Linked DNA regions of Mus musculus: region 2 is linked to region 1. The links are chromatin contacts, called in public targeted proximity ligation maps. All regions are on one chromosome and are shown on one strand. The core of a region is the stretch at or near the end of the contact, and the rest is flanking DNA. Distances in the headings are between cores, read along the strand shown. Region 1 overlaps Gm33036 (a long non-coding RNA gene). Region 2 holds the start of Slc35g1 (solute carrier family 35, member G1).

Evidence for each region.
Region 2: a contact with region 1 is called in a targeted proximity ligation map of intestinal villus epithelium, with 42 read pairs. A contact is called at or near these places in 2 of 39 promoter capture datasets (embryonic stem cells and liver), 5 of 484 Hi-C or Micro-C datasets (embryonic stem cells, liver and nephron progenitors), 10 of 130 datasets of targeted methods (CD8 T cells, the SCID.adh cell line, embryonic fibroblasts and 4 more) and 4 of 9 other capture datasets (adipose tissue, embryonic stem cells, liver and 1 more).

What each region holds. Positions count from the first base shown.
Region 1 is chr19:38,350,304-38,355,802 of GRCm38.p6, forward strand. It overlaps Gm33036 (a long non-coding RNA gene), which reads right to left. Exons shown (of 4, transcript XR_003952856.1): 3 at 4,463-4,493; 4 at 1,936-2,493. Among named protein-coding and RNA genes, the nearest start is that of Gm32960, 4.4 kb to the left of the region's middle.
Region 2 is chr19:38,393,964-38,399,462 of GRCm38.p6, forward strand. It overlaps Slc35g1 (solute carrier family 35, member G1), which reads left to right and starts at 2,017. Exons shown (of 3, transcript NM_175507.3): 1 at 2,017-2,338. The coding sequence starts at 2,152.

The DNA of each region.
Region 1 (5,499 bases), core at 1,303-3,802:
TCCATGAGTGCTTCCACAGCAACACCTGACATTATAATAGATTAACCAAAAGCTAACCTACTGGGCTTCAGGAAGGTAGAGTACCTTTTCTATGGGCAAAGTTGTCTGTGTTGTAAATCAAGTGGACTAGCTCCCCCTTTAAAAGGTCCATGTTTCTTCTCTGTCTTCCAGTGTCTCTGTCTCTCTGTCTCTATCTCTCTCTCATGTTCTCACATCTGGACAGCCTTTTGTTTCCCCCCTCTACAACTAAACCTCTTGCATTAGATCTATTGCACGGTGTGATCTCTTAGTGGCACATCTTAGCCCCAACTGCCAAAGGTACCCCCTCTGCTTTACCGTAACAGTTTGAGACTCTCAGGCAATGAGTGACAGAAATGAATGAAGCCCTGCCGCCCCCGTGATCATGAACATTCAATTATATATACATGCATGCACAAGGGATGTGCCTACAGCCTTTACAGCGAATGTAATTTTATGCTGGGATTCTTGTTTCTCTACTGACTCTAATCCCTCTTGTGTCCCTCAAATCTCCCAGTCTTTCTGTCCTACCTCAAAATGACTTCTGTGAAAAGAAGAAACTTGCAATGAAAGCTGTGTTGAGAGAGCTTTCCAGAGTCTAGATACCATTAAGGCAACAGGACTGAATCAGATCTCAAGTCACTCTCTGGCAATGGGCATTCTTGGTTACCTTCGCCTTTGGCTACAGGCATCTTGCATGACTAGTATTTATGTTACATCAGAGACTCCAGATGGATGCTATGATGTCTCTGGAGACTGGGGAGATAGCTCGATGGGTAAAATGCCTCTGTACAAACACAAAGAGCCAAGTTTAGATGCTCAGTGCCCAGTTAAAGCCAGTGTGGCAGTGCACGTCTCTAGCTCCTGTGCTGAGGTCAAAGCCAGGAGGGGCCTTGCCTACCAATCAGTCGAGTCTAGCTAAAAGAGCAACCTCTAGATTCAATGAGACCCAGTCAGAAAAACTAAGGTGAATACATATCTAGCCTTCCTTTGTGTATCTAGTATGACATTTTTACTATGTGTTTGGATTATTTTATTGGTTTATTGATAATAGGTCTGTTGGTTGAGTGAGTGAGTCAGAGTCTTACTATCAGCCCAGGCTAATCTAGAACGCTGTATGTAGCCCAGATTGGCCTTGAACTTGTGATCCTCTTGTGACTCAGCAACCTAAGCAACAGAATTTGAGGAATGTGCCATCATGCCTGGATTCTCTTCTTTTTGTTGTTTTTATTTGAGATGGGAATCTTATGACTGGCCTGGAGTTTACTATATAGTTCAGGCTGGCCTGGACAGTGTAACGGTCCTCTGGTATCAACCTGTTCAACGCTGGAAGTGGATACATAAGTCCCACACTGGCTTTTTCTTCCATCCTTCCTTCTTTCCTTCCTTCCTTCCTTTCTTTCTGTTTGTTTTTTTCAGGACAGGGTTTCTTCGTGTAGCCCCAGCTGTCCTGGAACTCACTCTGTAGACCAGGCTGGTGTCAGACTCAGAGATCTGCCTGCTTCTGTCTCCCAAGTGCTGGGATTAAAGATTTACACCACCACTTCCAGTCATACCTGGCTTCTTGTCCCTCACCTTACCTATCATGTAGCCTCGCCCTCTCTCCGGTATTCAATAGGCATTTACTACAAAGGTAAACTAGCACTGTTTATCTTTATTAGCTTCCACACCCTCTACTTTCTTCTGTAAAGCAATTTAGTGCTTTTTGAACCTGTGTCTCTGAACTTGAAGTCCTAAAGCAGGCACCTTCCCCCCCACCCCCATACACAAGCAGGCACACACACACACCTACACACACACACACACACACACCCCTAAAGTTCTTTCATCGCCACGGTGCTTGGATTAATGAACATTTCTGAGTCTACTCCTTGGCTTTACAGTAAAGAGACAAAGTCTCGTATCACTCACTAATCATGAGATAAACACAAATGCACTTTATACATTGTAAACATGATAAAAAAAATGTAAAGCTAAGATTACTGCTTACCACAGGGAGATGGAAACATACGACAAAGTATATATCAAAATAGAACTTTAACCTAACCCCTGCTCAGGGAACCAACCCCATCTACAGCAAATAGCTTTCGAAGTCAGCCTATCCTACAACCCCTGATGGATTAGTTACTAATTCCACAAGTGAGCTTCTATCAGAGCTCCTCTATCTGCTGCCCGGCTTGCTCAGCCCTTGATAGTGACTGACACTCCCCAATCCTCTCAGCTACCTGCTTTCAGTTCTGTACTGATAGAGGAAATCAAATGTGTGCCCCAGCCAATCACATAGGATGCCTTACTTCATGGTAGCCAACTAAAGCTTCTGCATGCCAACAGAATCCATGAGGGACAGGCCCTTTTTCACTCTTTAAAGTTTTCATAACTCCTTGCAGTCCCCACCAGAGCGCAGTAGTGGCAGCTGGCTCTCTTGGGTTAGCAGATCAAAAGAAATAGCTTTTGCTTTCCTTTTCTGTCTGCTGCCTGGAAACAACAAGAAAACAAGAAAAAGACTAAGCATCCATAGACCAGAAAACAGATTTGCTTTTACATAACTGCAGTCTTGAGCTTAAATTTGAAGAAGGCTGGTGTGAGCAATGGCTCATTTTGTGATAGATGCTGACACCTAGTGGCCACAATTGGTAGTTAAAAGTATAATATGTTGCCGGGCATGGTGGCACACGCCTTTAATCCCAGCACTCAGGAGGCAGAGGCAGGGGGATTTCTGAGTTCGAGGCCAGCTTAGTCTACAAAGTGAGTTCCAGGACAGCCATTGATACACAGAGAAACCCTGTCTCGAAAAAACAAACAAACAAACAAACAAAATAAAAACAACAAGAACAAAAGTATAAGATGTTTTAGCCCAAAATAAAGAAAAGCTGTGATCCCGATGGTGGAGGGCTGGGAGTGGGTGCGGATCACAGCGGGGGGTGGGGGTGGGGCGGGTAAGAACATAGTCCTCAGGGAATGGAGGCCTACGGATGAGGACAGAGCTAAGGAAGGGAATCATGGATGGCTCCTGGAATGCCATTGGAGTTGACCCCAAACTCTGCCTTGTTAGTTTTAAGACTCCTGTCGCAGGATTGCTTATCTTGTTGTCCAAGTGTTTTTGCCTTCATGTGCACAGTACATTTCCCAACCACAGGTGCTCGGCTTTCAAGTCACCCCAGAGGGAAATGTTCCTTAATCACCATCGTTAGTATTGCCAGCAGCTTCAGGGTGCCAACTTCGTACTTCTGGGCTAAGTGCTTTGTAAGTAAGTAGACAGACTGGAGTCAGACGACAGTACACAAAATCTTGTCATTCATAAGTTGTTAATTTTGAGTAAGTGGCTTCATTTCTTTGTCTTTAAGGTGGAGAGGGCCATCATGTCTTTTTTTGTTGTTGTTGTTTTTCGAGACAGGATTTCTCTGTGTAGCCCTGGCTGTCCTGGAACTCACTTTGTAGACCAGGCTGGCCTCGAACTCAGAGATCCACCTGCCTCTACCTCCAGAGTGCTGGGATTAAAGGCGTGCGCCACCACGCCCGGCTTCACAAGCATTTTTGAGAGAGTTTAGATAATCCACATATGTAAAGTGCTCAGAACAGTAGCTAGGGTACCCTAAATGCCAAACAATTACTAATGACATTACCTACATTTATCTTTACAACACTTTGAAGTAAATATTATATCTCTTATACTAGGCAAGAGTAAGAAACGTTTTCAGCTTTGGGCAACAGAAAAACATGACTAACAGTGGCTCCTGGTTTTGCTTCCTCTCTCAGATAATGAGCAAGCAAGGGGTCGAGGTAAGTGGCTGCTGGCACTGGGTCCTGGCTCAGAGATGTCAGAGCCAGCGCCTCAGAACTTTCTAGGGCTTTCCTTCAAGGTGGTATTGTTCCAGTTCCAAATATCATGTTCAACAACAACAACAACAACAACAACAACAAAAACAAAACCCAAGAGCAGGGGAAGAAACTGGGGCTGTGTGTGTCCATTTGCTTCTTTTTTGCTTTCTTTCATCAGAAAAACTAAAACATTTTCCACTAAAGTCTGCTTCTGTTCTGTTGGCCGAAACTGTCACTTGGCTACTCCTAGCTGAAAAGGCTCATGGGAAGTGAGTCTTTAACTTTCCCAGTTTACACAATAGAAGGCAACAGGGGAGAAGGGAGCAGAAGATAACTATTGTCAGCTATCTGGCTATGTGCCACACCTTAGAAAAGGAGAGGAAGTGAAATACACAGGCAAGAGAAACCATGGAAATTTCCCCAAGATAGATTAAAAAGTGAACCATGAGGGGGAGGTATGCTGGGACAAATAACAGCAGATAAAGGGAGAAGGCAGGTGGTTAGAAAAATCAGACTTCATAAACTAAGCTGTGTTGGGCCTGACTGTTAATAGAAAGTCTTGCGACCAAAATCCATACACCTTGTGGATCCAAACATTTCCAATTCTAAAGCGACATGGCGATACCTGCGTTGATGGAGCATGCCATCGTGAGAACCTGCGGAGACACAATGGAAGCAAGACTATAAGATGAGATTTCAATAGATGGAAAACCCTTTATGGATACCTATAAAGTATACCGTAGGATACCGTGTATCATATCAATAAGGGGTTAGCCTTGCTCAGGAGCCTGATGGGAAACAGATGGCTTTTGAATGTTGCGCCAAGTGTAAAAGAATGAGCGCGGTGTGATGACTGAAAGAGCCTAAAGGTGGCGCTCGTGGAGCTAGTAAGAGAAGGGGCGGGGCCGGGGGGAAAGGGTGTAGCTCGGTTGGTAGAGCTTTTGCCTAAGCAGGCATAAAATCCTGGGATACAATCCCAGCATGACATAAACCATGTCTGATGATTCATAACTGTAATCCAACTCTTGGAAGGTAGATGCAGGGAGATCAAAAGTTCAAGGCCAGCTTCTTCTGCTACATTGTTATTCTAGTTTGGGATCAACCTGGGTTACATGAGATTCACACACACTTCATTTGCCAAGTGTTGACATTTTAACAAGACAAGTTTTTTTTTTTTTTTTTAAACAAGACAAGTCTTAAGATAAAGTAGATCTTTATCTTAAAGATGATTCTGCTTTTTCTTTAAGATACAGATGATTTCTAAATAGCAATAACAGGGACGGAAGACAATTTTTTTGGAAAGCCATTTGTTTTTATCATGGTAAAATATGCATGATATAAAATTCCACATTTAGCCGGGCGTGGTGATGCACGCCTTTGATCCCAGCACTTGTTAAAATGTCAACACTTGGCAAATGAAGTGTGTGTGTGTGTGTATCTCCTGTAACCCAGGTTGGTCCCAAACTAGAACTAGCAATGTAGCAGAAGAAGCGGGCCTTGAACTTTTGATCTCCCTTCATCTGCCTTCCAAGAGTTGGATTACAGGAGGCAGAGGCAGGCAGATCTCTGAGTTCGAGACCAGCCTGGTCTACAAAGTGAATTCCAGGACAGCCAGGGCTACACAGAGAAACCCTGTCTCGAAAAACCAAAACCAAAACCAAA
Region 2 (5,499 bases), core at 767-3,266, 43 kb after region 1:
TATATGGAATCATTAATTTTTGTTCCAGAGGACTAGTCTTACTATTGCAATTTCTTATTCCAAGATAGGACAGAAAAACAGCAGGCATTGTTTGTTTGTTGTAGGCAGCCGATGCCCAAAAGATGGCACGGGTTTCCGGTACACCGTGGCTGTGCTCTGCAGGTGCTAGCCCAAATCTGGCGCCAACCCCTTTGCGGGTGCATGCAAATTAAGGTGCCGGGCAGACTGACCAATCCCAGGAGGACACAAAGCTTTTCCCTGTGCTGGGGTGTATATAAGGAGTCCTCCCTGGGTTCCCGTAGCAGCATCAAGGCGTTCCTGCAATAAAGCTGTTGAGAAGAATCCGACAGTGTTGCGTTTTCCTTGCCGAGGTGGGCGCAACAGTTTGTTTGAAGATAGGGTTTCTCTGTGTAGCCCTGGCAGTCTTGGAACTCTATAGACCAGGATGGCCTCAAACTCAGAAATCTGCCTGCCTCTGCCTCCCAAGTGCTGGGATTAAAGGCCTGTACCACCACTGCTCTGCAAGAGCTAACACTTCAGTGAGTTTGGAAAAGTATTTTTTTTTTAAAGAGGAGGAATTTCTAAGAAATATTAAATATGAGTCTTTTCTATCAAATACTTATAAAACGAGTTTAGGAGAAGGAATCAACGTCCTTTTATCTCACCCATACGCAAATGTTTCCATCTTTCCCACCACCCATTAAAATGTCTGTTTACACAAAGCCCAGTGCTATATTCCAGGAATTGCAGAACCAAAGATCAGCTTCCCCTTTCCCCTTCTTCCTTCATTTCAAGAGGGCCAGTTCTTAAAAAACTGGCGATGGAATAAGACTGTGAGGTTTGACCCCAGCCAATGGGGAAAAAGACGAAGTCCCATCTAAGGGGGAATGAAAAATAAATGCATTTCCTGTCTACGAGTTCCATCTTCAGAGTACACCCTCTTTTTTTTTTTTCCATTTTTTATTAGGTATTTAGCTCATTTACATTTCCAATGCTATACCAAAAGTCCCCCATACCCACCCACCCCCACTCCCCTACCCACCCACTCCCCCTTTTTGGCCCTGGCGTTCCCCTGTACTGGGGCATATAAAGTTTGCGTGTCCAATGGGCCTCTCTTTCCAGTGATGGCCGACTAGGCCATCTTCTGATACATATGCAGCTAGAGTCAAGAGCTCGGGGTACTGGTTAGTTCATCAAGAGTAAAATTTACCCCGCCTAGGCCCTTCACTTGGAATATCGGTCTCTTTCTTTGAAATCTGGAGCTAACAGAGCTGAGGTAGCTACTTGTCTCAGTTTGTTGAGACAGCCCCCTTTGCCTTGCAATTTTTGTTTGTTTGGATGGTTGGTTTTGGTTTTGTGGAGAAAGGGTTTCTCTGTGCTGCCAGGGCTTTCCTGGAACTCGCTCTGTAGACCAGGCTGGCCTTGAAGTCACAAAGATCCTCTTCACTCAATTTGCCACCACACCCAGGTGCCTTGCATTTTTAAAGAGCCCTCCTTTTCAATTTTATGTTTCAATCTTTATGTTTACACCTTAAATTCTTGGACAGGTCGAAGTGTGTTTAAAAACTCACATAATGCTTAGAAGTCCTCGGGGCATCACAGAGGTGATCCATATCAGTAAACAGACACTCAGTCCCTTTTAATTTAATTTAATTTAATTTAATTCATGTATTTATTTAGGGAGGGCGTCTCACTATACAGCCTTAGCTGGCTTTGAACTCACAAACCCACATGCCTCTGTCCCTAACTGCTGGGAGTAAGGGCGTGGGCTACCACGCCCAGCTCAGAGGTACAGTCTTTCTAAAGCAGCAGAAGGCCCCAAGACCCGAGGCGCCAGGGCTGAGAACCAAGCGTCCCTCCCTGTCTGTGCAAAGACAGAGGAGGACCAGTGTGCTGTCTAGCCCGACTGCCCTGGGGTGGGGGTGGGGGACAGTCACCGCGCCAGCTGTAGCCACCGCAGCCGGAGAGCACGAGCGAGCGCAGGCGGCGGGCTCCCCGGGGCGGGAGGGCAGCGGAGGACAAGCGCGCGGAGCCGGGCGCACGCGCACGCGCACACGCACCGGCTCGCCGGGGGCCGGAAGAGCCGAGCGGCCGGGCGGCAGCTGCGGGCGCCAGAAGGCGCGCGGCTGCGGGGAGAGCGCGGGCTGCGGGATGGGGCCCCCGGAGAGCGCGGCGGAGCTTGCAGCCGAGGCGGTGGAGCTGCGCGAGCCCGAGCTGCAGCTCGCGGACCCGGCGTCCCCCGGCGAGGAGCACGTGGACGTCGAGGCGGAGGGCGCCCCTGGCCGCGGCAGGTGCTGGCCGTGTGGAGCCTGGGCGTGCGGCTCGCGTGGGGAGCCCGGTGAGTGCGGGCGGGCGGGGTCGGTCTGGTCCTCTGCGCACCGGCCTGAGCCGAGACCCAGAAAGTTTCCGAGTGTTAATAACCCCAAATTGGTGACGGGGGGTGGGGGGTGGGGGGGTGGGGGACAGGACCTCGCAGTCCAGTGGCAGTCAGAGGTGAAAGGTCACCGAGAGGGGCCAGGCAGCGGGTGGCAGGAAGCCGACTTGGAACCCACATCGTGGGTGTAAACCGATCTTCCTGAACCAAGTTGGAAAGACTGGAGTTCTGGAAGTGTTTGTCACGGAATCTCAGCATCGCAGAGAGGAAGAGTTCAGTGGACCACTGACCCTCAAGCTTTGGGGGGACAGGGGGACTTTTTAGCTACTGGCTTAAAACGAGGTACACCTTGCGAGGAGCCTCGGTGAAGAACCCTTAACTTTCGTTCAAATTCCCCTAACAAAGAAGTAAAGAGAGGCCGTGGAAGATGGGGGTTCGGGATTCGGTCTCACCCCACCTCCATCTGCCAAGGTCTGGGTAGGGCAGGTCCAGACAGCACTAGGTAAGGCTCTCTACTTTTGCCAGAGACTCTGTCTGCCTAGGGCCCTTTCCACTAAATAGCTTTCCAGTAAGAAGCCCATCTTTTAGACCTTTCTCAATCTAATCTCCGGGGTCTCTTCCCCTGAATATGCCCTACGACTTCTGTGCCTCTTGTCCCACTCAGGTTCCTACCTTCTTAGTTGTGTTTTTCTGAGTTAAGAGAGAAAAGTCTCGGGGAGATGAGTATTGCTACATTTCTGTCCTGAAAGCAAAGAGAAAAGATCTCGGGTTTCTGATTTTGTTTGCATGGATAGGTTACCCCATGTTGGGCTGACTAACCCGGGAGCTCCTGAGGTCAGTTTTTTTTCTAGTCACCCTATGGGTGGATGTCATTCTGGCCTAATGTGGAACTGGGCCTTGCAAACTCTTTAGTTTTCCATTCGGGCATGAATGAAGGGGTCTGCATACTTACTCAGGCAGCACGTGCTAAAAATGTCAGCACATCGTGAATGCCCAGGAATCTTGCCCTTCAATTTCAAGACAAGTTTCTAACAGTTATTTTGAAAACAAAGCACAAGCCACTATAAGCCAAAAGTTGGCATTGGATTTTTGACTGGCTCATTTTAGACTCTGTGTGCAGTCTAGGCTGGCTCACACTCTGTTGTCTTGCCTAAGCCTCCTTGAGTGCTGGGGTTAAGGGCCTCCATCATTATGCCTGGCTTTCAGACTCTAGATCTTAGTGGTTTCTTAACAAAACTCACCTTCAAGCTTAGGTTGGAACTGGATACCCTTACCCAGTTTAGAGGTTTGCTGATTCTTGTTTGCTGTTTCCCGTACAGTGTAGAGTCTGTACTAAAGAGAGAGAGTTGTCTTAGCCCTGTGCACCCCATTTTCCTGCTGGAGTGAGCACTTGGCATAGTGTACCAGGCCTTCAGCTAGCATCTACAAAGTTCCAAACCTAAGTTACCCCCGTGATCCTAAATCAGGTCCAGGTTACTGCAGTGTGGAGAAGCCAAGTAAAAAAAAGGTTTTTTTACCCTCTTCTGGAAGTTGTCTGGTGACTGCTTAATTTGAGTCATTAAACGCTCAACTTGTGTAGAGTGATTAGATACACCTTTCAGTGGATGTTAGCGTGGTATACATGAGAAAATGCCTCTTTGGGCTGCTTTGCTGGTCACCATTTTCACAGGGAATTGAAATTATCATGTAATAAGAAACTGAGGTTGCCCAAACAGAACTATTCCTTGTCTTCACTAACAATCCATTTCGATTCAACCCTCTGTTACCTGCCTGTACATAATCAGAAAACAGGAACCTTAAATATTTGTATGTTTTTTTATTTGGGCATGGTGGCACAAGTCTTTGGAGAGAGGGGAAGTGGGACTCTGAATTGGAGGCCAGCCTGATCTAGGACCGCCCGGGCCATATAGGGAGATCCTGCCTCTAAATACATAAATGAATAAATAAATAAATGCACACACATACATATATCTTATATACATAGAAAATATTTTAAAGCAAAAAACCCACTTTTGGAGTTAAATATTACACTGTTATAATTCTTTTTTTGTTTTGTTTTTTAAAAACATTTTTTATTATTTATTTATTTTATATGAGTCCACTGTAGCTGTTATCAGACACACTGGAAGAGGGCATTGGATCCCATTACAGGTGGTTGTGAGTCACTGTGTGGTTGCTGGGAATTGAACTCAGGACCTCCGGAAGAGCAGTCAGTGCTCTTAACCTCTGAGCCACCTCTCCAGCCCACTGTTAAATTCTTAAAGAAAAGGCAATGGGTTTACTTTGGAGAGATCCTTGAATTAATAAACCAGGAAGATGTTTTCTGTCCTAGGACTCCTCATTTTCTTCTGTCTGAGAATGGAGGTTTCTTTTGAGAAAACTTGTTTTATTTGGATCTAGATTTTGTAATTTCAGAAGCCCAATTCTAAGGCCGACCACAGCCAAGGCATGTGTTTTGTGGTGCTTCACTTGGCAGTCTCAGGCCTCCTCCTGGTGCCCCAGTGGCTCTTTATAGTTCGTTCCCACGGTGTTGGAGCACAGGGGTACAAGGTGGCATGGGGCGGGGGCTCTGACACTTCTTGTGGAATGACAGTCCCAGGGTGGTCTCTCCAGGTCACCCAGAACAGGAAGCTGTCTGATTCAGATAGTATGGCTGGTGCAAAGGTCAGGCCCTGTGATGTTGCTAGAAAGGCTGTCATGCTTTGGTCACGGTTTGCAGCCACTCGTGGCCAAAGGTATCTGACATGAGGATGTTGAAATATATTACCTGGTGTATCATTTATCAGAGAAGGGCATTTAAAAAGGGAACATAATTATGCAATACTGTCCCATAGCTGGTAACACTGTGTACATTCTGAGAGTGGAGGGGCTGTTCAAGTTGTTCAGAGCAAATTGCAGCTTCCACAGGTTTGTGTCTCCAGTAAACTCTTCGTCGGCAGGAGCCAGTTGTTTTCCTTATTGCTGTCTCTTCCCTTCGGTGTTCCTAAGGAGGAAGGGCGTGCGTGTATGTGAGATGTCGGTAAGGGGTTAAATATTTGAAGACCTGGAGAAGGCACACACTTCCTGGTTCAGATTAAGGTGGGAAGTAAGAAGGTGAGACAGGGCAAAATTAGCAAAGCCGCTCT